Regions from separate parts of the Zea mays genome. Here all the other regions are linked to region 2. A link is a contact called in public Hi-C data. All regions are on one chromosome and are shown on one strand. Each heading gives the region's core, a stretch centred on a gene start, on an enhancer-like site or on the middle of the called end of the contact. The rest is flanking DNA. Distances are from core to core; before and after follow the strand shown.

What was found. Hi-C and Micro-C count contacts between places; a contact is called where the count stands out from the background.
Region 1: a contact with region 2 is called in a Hi-C map of ear, with 2.4 times the contacts expected there. The contact joins the promoter of LOC103639593 here to the promoter of LOC100275316 in region 2. A contact is called at or near these places in 5 of 25 Hi-C or Micro-C datasets (ear, endosperm, leaf and 1 more).
Region 3: a contact with region 2 is called in a Hi-C map of leaf, with 7 times the contacts expected there. The contact joins the enhancer-like site here to the promoter of LOC100275316 in region 2. A contact is called at or near these places in 7 of 25 Hi-C or Micro-C datasets (bundle sheath, ear, endosperm and 2 more).

The regions. Positions count from the first base shown.
Region 1 is chr1:153,456,378-153,460,255 of Zm-B73-REFERENCE-NAM-5.0, reverse strand. It overlaps LOC103639593 (VAN3-binding protein), which reads right to left and starts at 1,263. Exons shown (of 7, transcript XM_008662325.4): 1 at 855-1,263; 2 at 219-329. The coding sequence starts at 1,154.
Region 2 is chr1:153,703,565-153,707,916 of Zm-B73-REFERENCE-NAM-5.0, reverse strand. It overlaps LOC100275316, which reads right to left and starts at 1,968. Exons shown (of 4, transcript NM_001149422.2): 1 at 1,695-1,968; 2 at 1,242-1,294; 3 at 715-815. The coding sequence starts at 1,767.
Region 3 is chr1:153,870,760-153,874,874 of Zm-B73-REFERENCE-NAM-5.0, reverse strand. It overlaps LOC100502213, which reads right to left. Exons shown (of 9, transcript NM_001363234.1): 9 at 2,886-4,115. The coding sequence ends at 3,376. Among protein-coding and RNA genes, the nearest start is that of LOC100502213, 9.4 kb to the right of the region's middle. Within about 2 kb of position 2,289, at least 8 of the 20 cell types and tissues checked have an H3K27ac peak or open chromatin away from gene starts, as enhancers often do. A contact at or near this core is called in leaf and tassel, where this site is marked.

The DNA.
Region 1 (3,878 bases), core at 14-2,513, 250 kb after region 2:
AACAAAAGAAAAGATGCAGGCATGCACCATATCTTCTAAGCCCAGCTGACCAGGCTAGAGCAGAGATTGGAGTACCAAATAAAAAGCGCACGGCAGTTAATTAATTAATTAATTAATTAATTAATTAATAATAAAATAAGCAGAATTTGTTCTGATTAAACTGAAAGAAACACGTCCATCCAGGTTCTAAACGTCCGAGAATGTTAGAAGAGGGAGACCTTGGTGTCGTCGATCTCCGGCGAGACGGGCGGGCTGTCGGAGAGCGACCCGCCGCAGTTGAGAGGCCCGCTGCTGTGGGAGAGCCGGCCGGAGGTCAGCGGCGCCACCTCCTGTGTCCAGCCAAGCCAAGCCAAGCAAGGAAATCAAATCAGTGAGCCTCAAACTCAGTGCCGCGGCCGTTGCTGGAACCAAAAAAAAAACAAAGATCGAGCGCGCGGCGCGCCACTGGAGGAGTAGGAGTGTAGGACATGAGTATCACACTTCACACGTTTGTCGGTTTTGTTTTTTTTTGGTGCAGGAGGAGAAAGGGAAAAACGGCGAGTTTTTTTTTTTTGTCTGGTTCTTGTTGTCCTCACCTGACTCTGACTCCTCTAGGAGTAGAGGCAGAGTCAGAGGCATCTGATGGTGGCATAGATTAGATTAGGTTAAACAGAGGCGGCGACGGCGGCGGCATAGCAATCGGCATGAAGAACAGACGGAGAAGACGGGAAATCGGCAGGAAAAAAATCTAAGGAGAAGCCTGGCTGACTCGGATTTGTTTTCTGTTTGTAAGAAAGACCGGATTTTTTTCTCCGTTTTTTATTATTATGAGAATGGATGAGGAAAAAAGTGGCGAAGGAGGCACACGCACGTACCACCGACGTCGGCGCCATGATCCGGTCCAAGACGAGCTGCGAGGTGGCGGCGGACGCGAAGGAGAAGGAGGACCCGGAGGCGGCGTCGAGCTCCCCGGCGACGTCCTCGGCGATGGCGGCCCCGGAGGCCAGCGCGGGCGCGAGCGCACGGGAGACGTCGTCGGCCGCGGACGACGACACGCTCCAGGAGCGGGACAGGAACTCCAGCGGGTCCCGCGGCGGCTCCGGCGGGCGGAGCGGGAGGTCCCCGTCGCCGCCGCCGCCCGGCCTCCTGGCCCTGGCGGCGCCCGCGTCGGTCATGGTGGGAGCCTGGACGGTTGCTTGCTCCGCGTGCGCGCGGTCGTGTCGCGCGTGGGGCTTACAGCGCGCGGGGGCTGTGGTGGCGAGTGGCGAGTGGCGAGGGGGAGCGGAGGTTGCTTTTGGGAAGCGGGGGGTGCGTTTTATAGTGAGAGTGTGAGACCGTGAGTGTGGTCTGTTGAGACTTGAGTGAGACCGCGAGTGGCGACTAGGCCAGCTTTACTTGTCCTTGTCTTGGCTTATTACACTTGAGTTGGGTGATGTCAGATGAACGAACGGGCGGATGATCCAAAAGTCCGGGTCGTTGATCAGCTTAGCGTCTCTCTGTTTTTAGGAAGTTTGTTGGGCTATTAATTAAAATAAAGGTGCTGGGAACGAAGGGAAGTCATTGTTGGTTGGGCTTTGTATTAGGATCAATGATCATTCTCTTATCCATGCTGATACAAGAATGGATGGTCGCGCTGGAGTATATGCATTACCCGTGTACAGGTGAAGGTAATATTAATTTAGATAATATATTAGGTATATATTTGTGCGTTGCAATAGATTGCAATAGAGGACGCATAGGTCATTGTTTAATGATGCTATCAAATATCAACTCAATAATCATAACAATTGTCAAAGTCTACCATTTCGAACAACCAAAATTTGGTTCAATGCCACTATTAAAATTCGACTCCTTTCCTACATCGCTCCAGACGATCCAACTCTAGGTTGGATGGTCCGTGATGGTGCAGGGTCGCCTTCCTCCTCACAGGAACTTAGATCTCGTCTACCGAAGAGAGAACTTTAGGTGCTCTAGGTCGATAGGTCACCCGAGACGTCCCTAAACGATGTAGAGTCGTCTAAGAATTAAAAAAATCAAGTCAAGGAAGAGATCTTGAGTGAAATGGCAAGATACTAGGATCATCTTGGGGTCGGCAGGCCACCCACGACGGATTTAGACGATGTAGAGTCAAATATGGGTGGAGGTGGATATGCGGAAAGCTACAACTAGAACACGCTACACCTACTCCTAGGGCATGTTTGTTAATGAAAGGTAGATAAAGTAAATTGGTTCGATTGAAATGTGTTTGGTAGTTCTCAATCGGTCGTACCCCTTTATATTTATAGTGGAGGAGGTCTAGACCTATTCTTAGGCTAGATCCAACAGATTCTCATGGATAGGTTAGGATAACCACACATGTGATAAGTACTCTCGCCCGTGCTAATCTGGTCGCGGGTGCACGGACCGTTCGAGCCATAGGGCACCAACCATCCGTGCCAGGTGCCAGATATGGTGCTCAACAATATATTATTGGTCAAAGTAAAAATAGTTTGACTTAGGACAAACTCAAAACGACTAAATTATGTGGATTGAGTTGCTATGAATTAACTTCTTCGACGCACTGGCCCACCACAACGACTGTCTCCTATCCTTGACTCATCACCTTGAATTGCTGACGACTGAAGTAAACCTTGAGTGGCCAAGTATTTGTTGCTCATGTATATTGAAGTAAACCTTGAATGATTGTGTGTTTGTTCTTGTTGTATGTTGAAGTAAATCTTGAATAATGGATGAATTAAACCTTTAATGTTTGAAGTAATAAACTGAATATTTGTTCGCGTTGTACTTTGAACTAAACCTTGAACGACCCAAGAATCTTGAATGTATGAATATTTGTTCATGTTGTACTCTGAAGTAAAACTCGAATACTCAACTAAACCTTGAATGGTTGAATATTTAGTTTTGCTTGTTACGGGCAGATCAGCCCCATTAATCATGTGTGGCTGGTGTCTGGTGCAGTTAGAGGTGACAATGTGCTCTAAATTTTACACTATAACATTTAAATATCAAATCGGATTAGGATTGGTTCCTATTTCTATTCAATTTTAAACTAAAATTTATTTTGGGCCTAACCATTTTATGAAAAGCATTTGGATGGCCCCTAGGTGCAGGGATGGACTAGTTTGATTGGATATTTTAGTATATGGCATGCACGCGGGTGACGACGGTTGCCAATGATGGCGCGCGCATGACGGACGACGGACAGAGGAACATTAGTTATGAGCCGTCATCCCCAATGACGATGACAATGTCCGGTAATTAGGTCTTGTTTGGCTTGGGGTGACTAAAGTTTAGTAACTAAAGTTTAGTTATTTTTATGCCCCGTTTGGTTTGGTGTGACTAAAGTTTAGTTACTTTTAGTCTCTAAAGAAGCAAATATAGTGACTAAAGTGGGGTGACTAAACTTTAGTTCTTTAGTCACTAAGGGAGTGACTAAAAGAGACTAAGTAGTATTTTTACCTTATTTGTCCTCTCCACTTTCTTCTTATAACAAACATCCATGAATTAATAGAGGTAAACTAGTCATTATTCATAGCAATTAATGTTCTTTTGTCCGGTTTAGTCACTGGAACCAAACAAAGTACTTTAGCGACTAAACTTTAGTCACTAAAATTTAGTCTAGTGACTAAGGGAACTAAATATTGCCTTAGTCTCTAAAGAAATAAATATGATGACTAAAATGGAGTGACTAAAAGAGACTAAAGTAGTATTTTTTTACCTTATTTACTCTCTACACTTTCTTCTTATAACAAATATCCATTAATTAATATGTGTAAAACAGTCATTATTTACAGCAATTAATGCTCTTTAATCCGATTTAGTCACTGGAACCAAACTAGATACTTTAGCGACTAAATTTTAGTCACTAAATTTAGTCTAGTGACTAAAGGAATCAAATA
Region 2 (4,352 bases), core at 719-3,218:
TTAAATGAACATAGTGACAAGATCAACAGAATGTACATCACAAATTTAATCTTGATGTTATGCTATAGCCTCACATACAAAAAAGTGAATTTTCCGCTTCCAATGTAACAACTTGCAAGTGCAATCACTTGATGCAGTCACAAATGTTATGATGGAAGAACCCAACTCTGAATGACTATTCAATTTGAATGAACGTATTATGGCTTATGAGTTTCAAATATGTTGCAGAATTCAGCTTTTTGTTATTATTAGTTTCTATCAATATAAGCACCAATGAAGGATAAAGAACTACAATCAGTTGTGTATTCCTGTACTTTAGGCGACACATGATATTGTAATATAATGTATGCCTGTGCAATAACCTCCTATTGATGATGCATGCACAGCTAGACCAGTTATTATGATTACAGCTGCTAAAGCAACGGTACAAAGTTTCACTTTCTGTAACTTGGTTTCCTAGTTCCTTGTTCCAGGACTTCACCAATCCCAATTTAGAAAGGGAACTAGTTTTGACTTTTTAAGATTGAACAAAAATGAGATTCAACCTCGAAGGAACTAGGAGGTTTTTCATTAAGAGAAATAAGCAGCTAAATTCAAGCCGAGAGAAGACTTGTGTGGATGGGTGCAAGACCACACATCCCACCTAACCAGTTGGCTCATTCCTGGCTTTCTAACTATCACCTACAAAAATTACAGAGAACAGGATAGACTCACCTATTCTCCTCAGAATGTGGGAGCACTGAGAGAAATTTCGCTGGAACAGCAAGACCTGCCCACATGCACAAAGCCAACCCTAGGAGCAACTCCATCATCACCTACACGATTAGAAGTATACCATAAGGGAAGCAAACACTCCCATGTTTGGTTGATAAAAGCAAAACAGCAAACTAAAACAAAATGGTTTGCACAAAAGACAGTACAGAAGGATATGTAGCACATACATGATACATAAGCACCTCACAACCTCATACATATCAGAATGCCACATGTTCTGTTTTAGTTACACAGCATAATTGTTTGGACATACTGTAGCTAACGACAAGCTTCTCAATCACATAACTGCATAATTCATGGTTCACACTTACGCTACAGTATCAAAACTCAACCTTCTAAAAAGTTACCAGCCCGAGCTGCCTAGGTAGCTAGAGATAGAATTCTATACACACAAATATTCCAGTATATTGCAAATAGGGAAACTAGAATAAAAAGATTCCCTGTGTAACTGTGTTGAGAATACATACATCCATGGGCGGCCGCGAGAACTCCTCCTCCGTGATCTTGAGCACCGCCCGGTCTGTAATAACACATAAAACATCAATCCGTCAAAACTAGCCAGCCAACAGCAGCATCTAGTTCGAGCAAATTGTCCAGGAATCTCGCCGGCGCTGAAACGCAGATCAATCCTACTGGTGCACTGCTGAGCCAACCACACAGCTCTCGCCGGGTGCGAGAGCACCAGGAACACAGAAGCTCGTGAACTAGATCTAAACCCCGCCCCAATTCACTAAGGCCTCAACGACGCGCTCGATCTGAGAGCGCTGCGGGTGCCAAAGAAGTGAAGAACCGAGAGTCCACCACTGACCGCAATCCAGAATCAGATGGAAAATCAAAGGTGCCTTAGGAAAACGGAGATCCACGGCAAATTTTGGTGGGAGCGCGGCGAGGGGATGGGATGGGAGAAGGATGGAGCGTACACTGGATGGTGGCGTAGGCGGCGTGGGCGAGGATGGCGCCGCCGAGAACGCCCACTACGTAGCCGATCCCCATGGCGACCGCCGACTAGGCTAGCGAGTAGCGAGCGAGGTTGGCTGCTTCTTCCCCCTGTTCGCCGCGCCTGAACTCCTGATGCTCCGTGTAGGCGCGAGCGCGGACCGGCGGTGGGCGCGGCAGGCAAGCACGGCCTGGGGCGCCGGAGGCGAGAGGCACGCGAGGAGAGGGCTAGGCGCGGGCGGTGGACGCGAGACGAGAGGAGGTGCGGGGAAGAAAGATGGACCCAAGTTCATGGTTAAAAAGGTAGGGGTAGAAAAGACTTTTCCCCAAAGCCCCACCAAGCTAGGCCGATGACCTCAACTCAAGTGTGGCAACCGATAAACGTAAAAAAATTCTACTATCTATAAGGTCGCAGATATAAAATCTTATATATATCCGTACCAATATAAATAATTTTACCTGTCAGATTATTCATAACTATTTAAAAGCCTAAAATACTAAAGTGTCAATCAAAAAAAAGTCAAACAAACATGTAAAAAATAAGTTCAACTTAAAATACAATAAACCATTTGGTTACTGTTGATGATCTTCTTCTCCGCCGAAGGTCTTCAAGACGAAGACATCGTTTGTAATCGATGTTGGGGGGTCTTCTTCTCGCCGAAAGCTCTTAAGACGAAGGCTTTGCCTGAAAATGACGACGATGAATACCGAAGCTATAGCCGAAGAGCAACAACTTCGGCTTAAAGTGGCGACGAAGATCAAACATGATGCCTAACCGAAGAGGAAAAGACTAGTTAGTCCCTAATGATTTATGTCACAATTATGAGTACATGTTAAGGTCACAAATGTATTTTTACTCGGGATGTGTCCCGTGTCCATAAATAGGTGAACAATATCCCTTCACGCTGGATTATAATTGCTCTCGCGTCAACGCCTTCAAACAAGCCGAAGGTATCCATGTAATATTAATTATGTTAATGTTCATGTGTATATCATGAAATGTATATATGAATGAATTAATTTTATATAGTGTCTCTATGAATTTCTATTCTCACAAATCATGAGGGTGTATCCTTCATGACCTTCGTCCGAAGATCATTATATCCGAAAGGAGATAATACTTTAAAGGACGAAGGTCCTTAATCTTTAACTATTGTGTTGCCTTGTTCTTTAATCGCAACATTTGAGAACAAGTGATCAACATTGGCGCCCACCTCAGGTGAACTCAAACGACCACGTTCGGCAACAGCTCGAGCAACCACCTTCGTCATGCTACCGAAGAAGGCAATAGCGCCAGGGGCTGCCCTCGCACCGCTGGACATCAACCAAGAAGGGCTCCCTCTGAGAGAAGCCCGAAACCAGAAAAGAAGGCCATCAGCCCAACACCATAAGAAGATGAGCTAGACCAAGAGATCAGAGACCTAGAGGCCATCCACCAACAAGTGGAGAGAAAGAGAGAGAAAATGCTTCAGCTAGCTGAACTTCAGAAGAAGATTGATGAAGCTGCCGAAGAGATGCGCCATATCACGCAAGACGAGCAAGGACGAAGGCCACAACAGAGAGAGCTTTGTTAAGAAAGCCCAAGCTATGATGATGTATGGTATGATGATTTCCATCATGCTAACTTTGCTTTTGATGATGCTTCTCCTCTAGCAGAAGAGTTGCAGGCTACCCAATGGCCACCATCGTACAAACCACCACAACTCCCCATGTATGACGGGCATTTCGACCTGAAGCAGTTCCTTATGAGCTATGAGGCGACCATATCATCATATGATGGCAACAATGTTGTCATGGCGAAGTCCTTCGTCATGGCAGTCAGGAGTGTGGCTCAAACGTGATATTCTTCAGTGACGACAGAGGAAATCAAACTCAATGGCATCAGCACAGCTCCCAATCTTCAGGGACACAACAAAGCTCTTTCAGGCCACCAGCTCCAAGAGGTAGAGGAGGTAGAAGCTTTGCTGGAAGATTCAACTCCCAACCAAGAAGGTTGTTTTGCCTATTCTGTGGGGAAGATAAGGGGCATACAACAAGGACATGCCAAGTCACGATTCAGAAGCAAAAGGAAATAGCTGAAGCCGAAGCACGACATAATCAGCCGAAGCAGGTCCTGCATACTGCTTCGTGTTATTCCCCATACATCCCCGAGTATGTGGGCAACCAACAACCCACAATATCAGTTGCTTCGGCAAGTCACTCACAAGCTGCACAGGCCCCCTACCACCACCACCACTCATGGCTCCAACCTCGTCTCACAACCAGCAGCCAAAAGGGCACCGCCAGATACAACAACAATGTGATGCACGTGAAGAGTCTAAAGCTCGGACAGTCAACAACACTGTACCAAAGTCGAGACACATTTACCGAAGCAATACAGGGGCTCAATCAAAAAAAATCCATACATACTCAATGTAATCTTTGTTTCTCTTGCTTTTATGTTTGTATCCAAAGACAATACAAGAAGGTACAACCTTTGGCCTGTTGTAATAAATCTGGGGTTACACCATCGAGTGTAACAGAAAAAGTCACGAAGCTCCAAAGTCGTTCCTAAGGGGATGCAAAGCTAAAATGTCACCTAAGTAAAAGGTGAAGAAGCTCCAAAGTCGTTCGTAAGGGGACGCAGAGCTTAGCTCCAAAGT
Region 3 (4,115 bases), core at 1,040-3,539, 170 kb before region 2:
GAAGAACAGTGTGATATATGTGATGACATGTATGTGCATGTGTGTATCACTACTCGCATAAGCAGTAAACAAAAATGAAACATGCACAAAAACGTAAAATAGAAAGTACCTTGCGGAGGGACCGATGCTCAAAGCGTTAGTGGCTCCATTCACACGAGACATCTCGTGTGTATGTTCGATATAGTCGTACACAATCCATGCAGGAAGATGTATGTCGTGCAGTCCCTCGAACGGTCGCTAGAAGATGAACAGCAGAAGTAGACGAAGCGCTACAGGTCGAATGGATGAAGCGAGCAGTCACGAGTACGCTCCCCAAAAACCTGATCGCCTGCACACCCATGCAAGTGTACCTCTACGGACGACGATTTTGGAGGTCTGCTCTCCCAATCTCCCTATGCTTGTAGAAAGTGGGACGAGGACGTGTTGTTTGCAATACGTGTGAGAGATCGCGCATGTAACAGGAAGAGCATCCTCCTCCTCAATTCTTATACACAGTCAGAAGGAGGGGAGATGGACAACAGACAGTAACGGTCGCGCCATTAGAACTAGAAACAGATGAGTAGCTGACGTCTATTACTAGCTATAAGACAGGAAACGGACAGTCATCATGATGGTCATCACTCCAGACAAAATGTTCAAACGTTTGAAAGGAATATTCGGACCAAGGTGCTATCTACCACAAACTACACCACTGCATGGCACGGCCCGACCGCCCGCGGCGGCGCGCACGCGTGTGTGGCAGTCCTTCATCGCTTTCTCAACTTCTCAATAGATGCAACAATGGTCCACATATTTAAGTTGATTGATTTATCCATTGAACTTCCAATATGGTGCTAAATTATTGGTACACTATAGCATTAAAGTGAGCCATTAGCATTGACTATTATTGAATATTAATTGTACCAAGCCCACATTAATCCAACATAAAAAAAACATGATCTAGACATCCCATCAAAATAATATAATATAAATAGATCAAAATAAAATATTAAAACATAGTAAAATGCACGATAACAATTATAATTCACAAAATTTCAGCACATAATCTGAGTAAAGATCAACACAATATTTCAATTATAGTAACACAATATTTGAGCACATAACAGTTATAATTCATGAAATATTGTGTTGACATTTACATTGTGAATTATAATTGTTATTGTGCATTTTACTATGTGTCAATATTTTATTTTTTAAACTAGTTATTTTATATTATTTTGTTGAGATGTCTAGATTATGTTTTTTACTGTGTTCCTTTGCACGAGCGCGCGGCTAGGTTTGTATAGTAAGGGGCAAATTAGTCAAATCATGTGAAATTATTGTTAGAACTATCACGGTATTATTTAAATAGAGGTGATTTATGAGTGGTGTATCTTGGACCTATATTTGTAGTAGTGGTGTTGTTTAGACCCACATTTTTAACAGTGGTATAGATCAAATTCTCCATCACGTAGTAATATGGTGTGACGGGTGCGGTACCGTGGTGTTTGCTCCACTTGTACTCTTCGGTCGGCTCTAGCGGGCAGGCGTAAGATACCTTGGGTACTTATTACTCTTTGATTAGGACGTATTTGCATGGTCCTTAAATCAAAACTTTGATCATTTATATCTTTTAAAATATATCATCAATAAGTATAAAAATATAATCATTTTAAAATACTTTATATATGAATCCAAATATATATACCATACGCAAACTAAAAATATTTTTTAGCTGTATATTAGTTAAAGATTTGAAAGGTTAGCTTTAATCAATGGGACAAATGGGACAAAGGGAGTGATACTTAGTACATATGCTATTAATTATATATACACACACGATGTATATTTAAGAGCAACTGTAAGAGCATAGCTAAATCAATTAGTACCAATAAAAATAGAAAAACGACGGTAAAAATGTGATCCAACGAACTCTCCTTACTCGCTTCTCTATCACGTCGAGGGCGCTAGACATCTTTGTCGAGCTCGCTTGGCTCGCAATCTCCTTCCTCGCGTACATGTGCTCCACTTCTCACGTCTATTTCTCTTCCCCCGCCCGCGTGCCTGTGCCCGTTTTGAGCCTGTGTCGCTCCCTACCATGTCGTTCTCTGCCTGGGCGTCACACGGCAGCAGCGTTCAGTGCGCCATGTCGCGGCGGTGGCGGCCTCCAGTTTCAGGTCGCGGCGACGGCGGCGGATAGTCCTCAGTTCACGGCGCCAACGAGGATACGGAGAACTGGAGAAGGGCCACGTCAACCAGCCTGTTGTTTGTCTCGGAGAGGGAGAACAGGCTGGACACACTGTATTGGCCGTGCGTTTCAACATTTAGGTGAAGCCGTTGTTTTCTGGCCAACATCTACAAAGCCAAATTGTTCGGCAGTGGCTCGCGGCGGCTGGTTGTGAGTTGATTTAAATACAAATAGAAAAGATTTACACAGTTGAGTTGATTTAAATATAAATAGAAAAGATTTACAGAGTTAGTTTATTGGTTTACCCTGTTTATGAAGTTGTTTATTTTTGTCCTCATGTAACTTTAAATTTAGCTAGGATTATATCTAGGCTTTTGGAGTACTATATATATTTAGGGGTATTTGAAAACTAAGTATTTTTAGAGTTTCAAGGTAAACCATGGTACTAGAGAATACCATAGTGATTTTTATTAAGAAATGTTTGGCTACGTTGTAAAAAAAACTAAAACTCTGCCTTGTGCCCTTATGTACCATGGTTTTGTAGATACCATAATATTTTTAGAGTATTTAAAACTCCACTCCAACCCAAAGTTTGTCTATAACTAGTCTTGTACACGTATACTAAATATTATAGTTTGAGATACTTTATCTCCAAACATATGTTGCTAAGAGCAATGTAAAAAATACAAAGATTATATCATGACAACTTAAAATCATAGTATTCCAAAACCTGATTTTAAAATACTTTACTTCCAAACATGCCGTCGACCAAATCAGATTCGAAGACAGCACAAAAATATAATAACCGAAACTGCAAGAGTGAACTCAAAAAAATCTCATCTCATTTCTCCATCCATTCATCATCATGATTATAATACATTGACGACAGAGAAAACCAAGAGAACGGAAAATGGAAACATAACGGACTCCAAAATCAGTCTCTAGCCCGTCTAGTCCAAAAGTATGGTATATGCCCCAGTGCCCGTATGCCTGTATCCTTCACCACTGCTTACTAACCATATCACTCCATCAGAAACACATGCTGTAAGATACCGACGACTATGTCCCACTAAACCTGCACCTAAAGAACAAAAATGATCTCACACCACCATGATCACCGATATATCTACACGCCATCTCCAGTTAACACAACACTACCAACATCTCCGACTGGCAAAACATCATGCAGCTTGGATCCAAGGGACACACTATGTTGGTGTCAGATTCAGCTCGATGCCACGCTGCCTCGCACTCTCCAGGATGCTCTCAGTGTTGCTCCCACTGGCTTTGCAGTAATTCAGATGGGCGTGCCACAGCTTGAAGGAGAAGGGATAGACCGATGCCGCCTGCTGATAGAACCTCTTCAAAATCTCTGTGGCATGCAGTTTCTCCAGGAGGCCTGCACCTTCTAGCCATACTGATTCCGGTGCGACAGGTACAGCTCGAAAGATGGCATTGATCAGAACAGAGCTTGCCCAGAACCTGGTCCCAGTGGAGGCTGCGCCATAACCTGTGAAGTGCTTAGCTACGAATCCACCAACAGCCAAGCCCAGGCGATAGTTTGCAGGAAGAGCCTCCATGACTGTTTCAACAAAATCAACCAGGTACTTCACATCGCTAATGCTTTTTGGAAGGAGGGATGGGCCAAAGCACACTTCAAGGACAGAGTTTATCAGAGAAGAATCTGCAGGAACAGAACCAATAGTATCATCTATAAGCTGCCTAAGCCTATGCTTCTTAATATTCTGGCAAAACCTTCGTGACAGCAGCTCCCTCGTGGGCAAGTTGCAATGATCAGCAAGGTAGCCAATGATTAAACTGAATGTAGCCCGAGTTTGAGCATCTGTCGAAGATGATGATTTCTCCAGCTCCAGTGCATGAATTGCAGCATGTTCTCTTATACAGTGCTCGTACCACTCCCCATGAGCCAATTTCAATGCTTTACTCG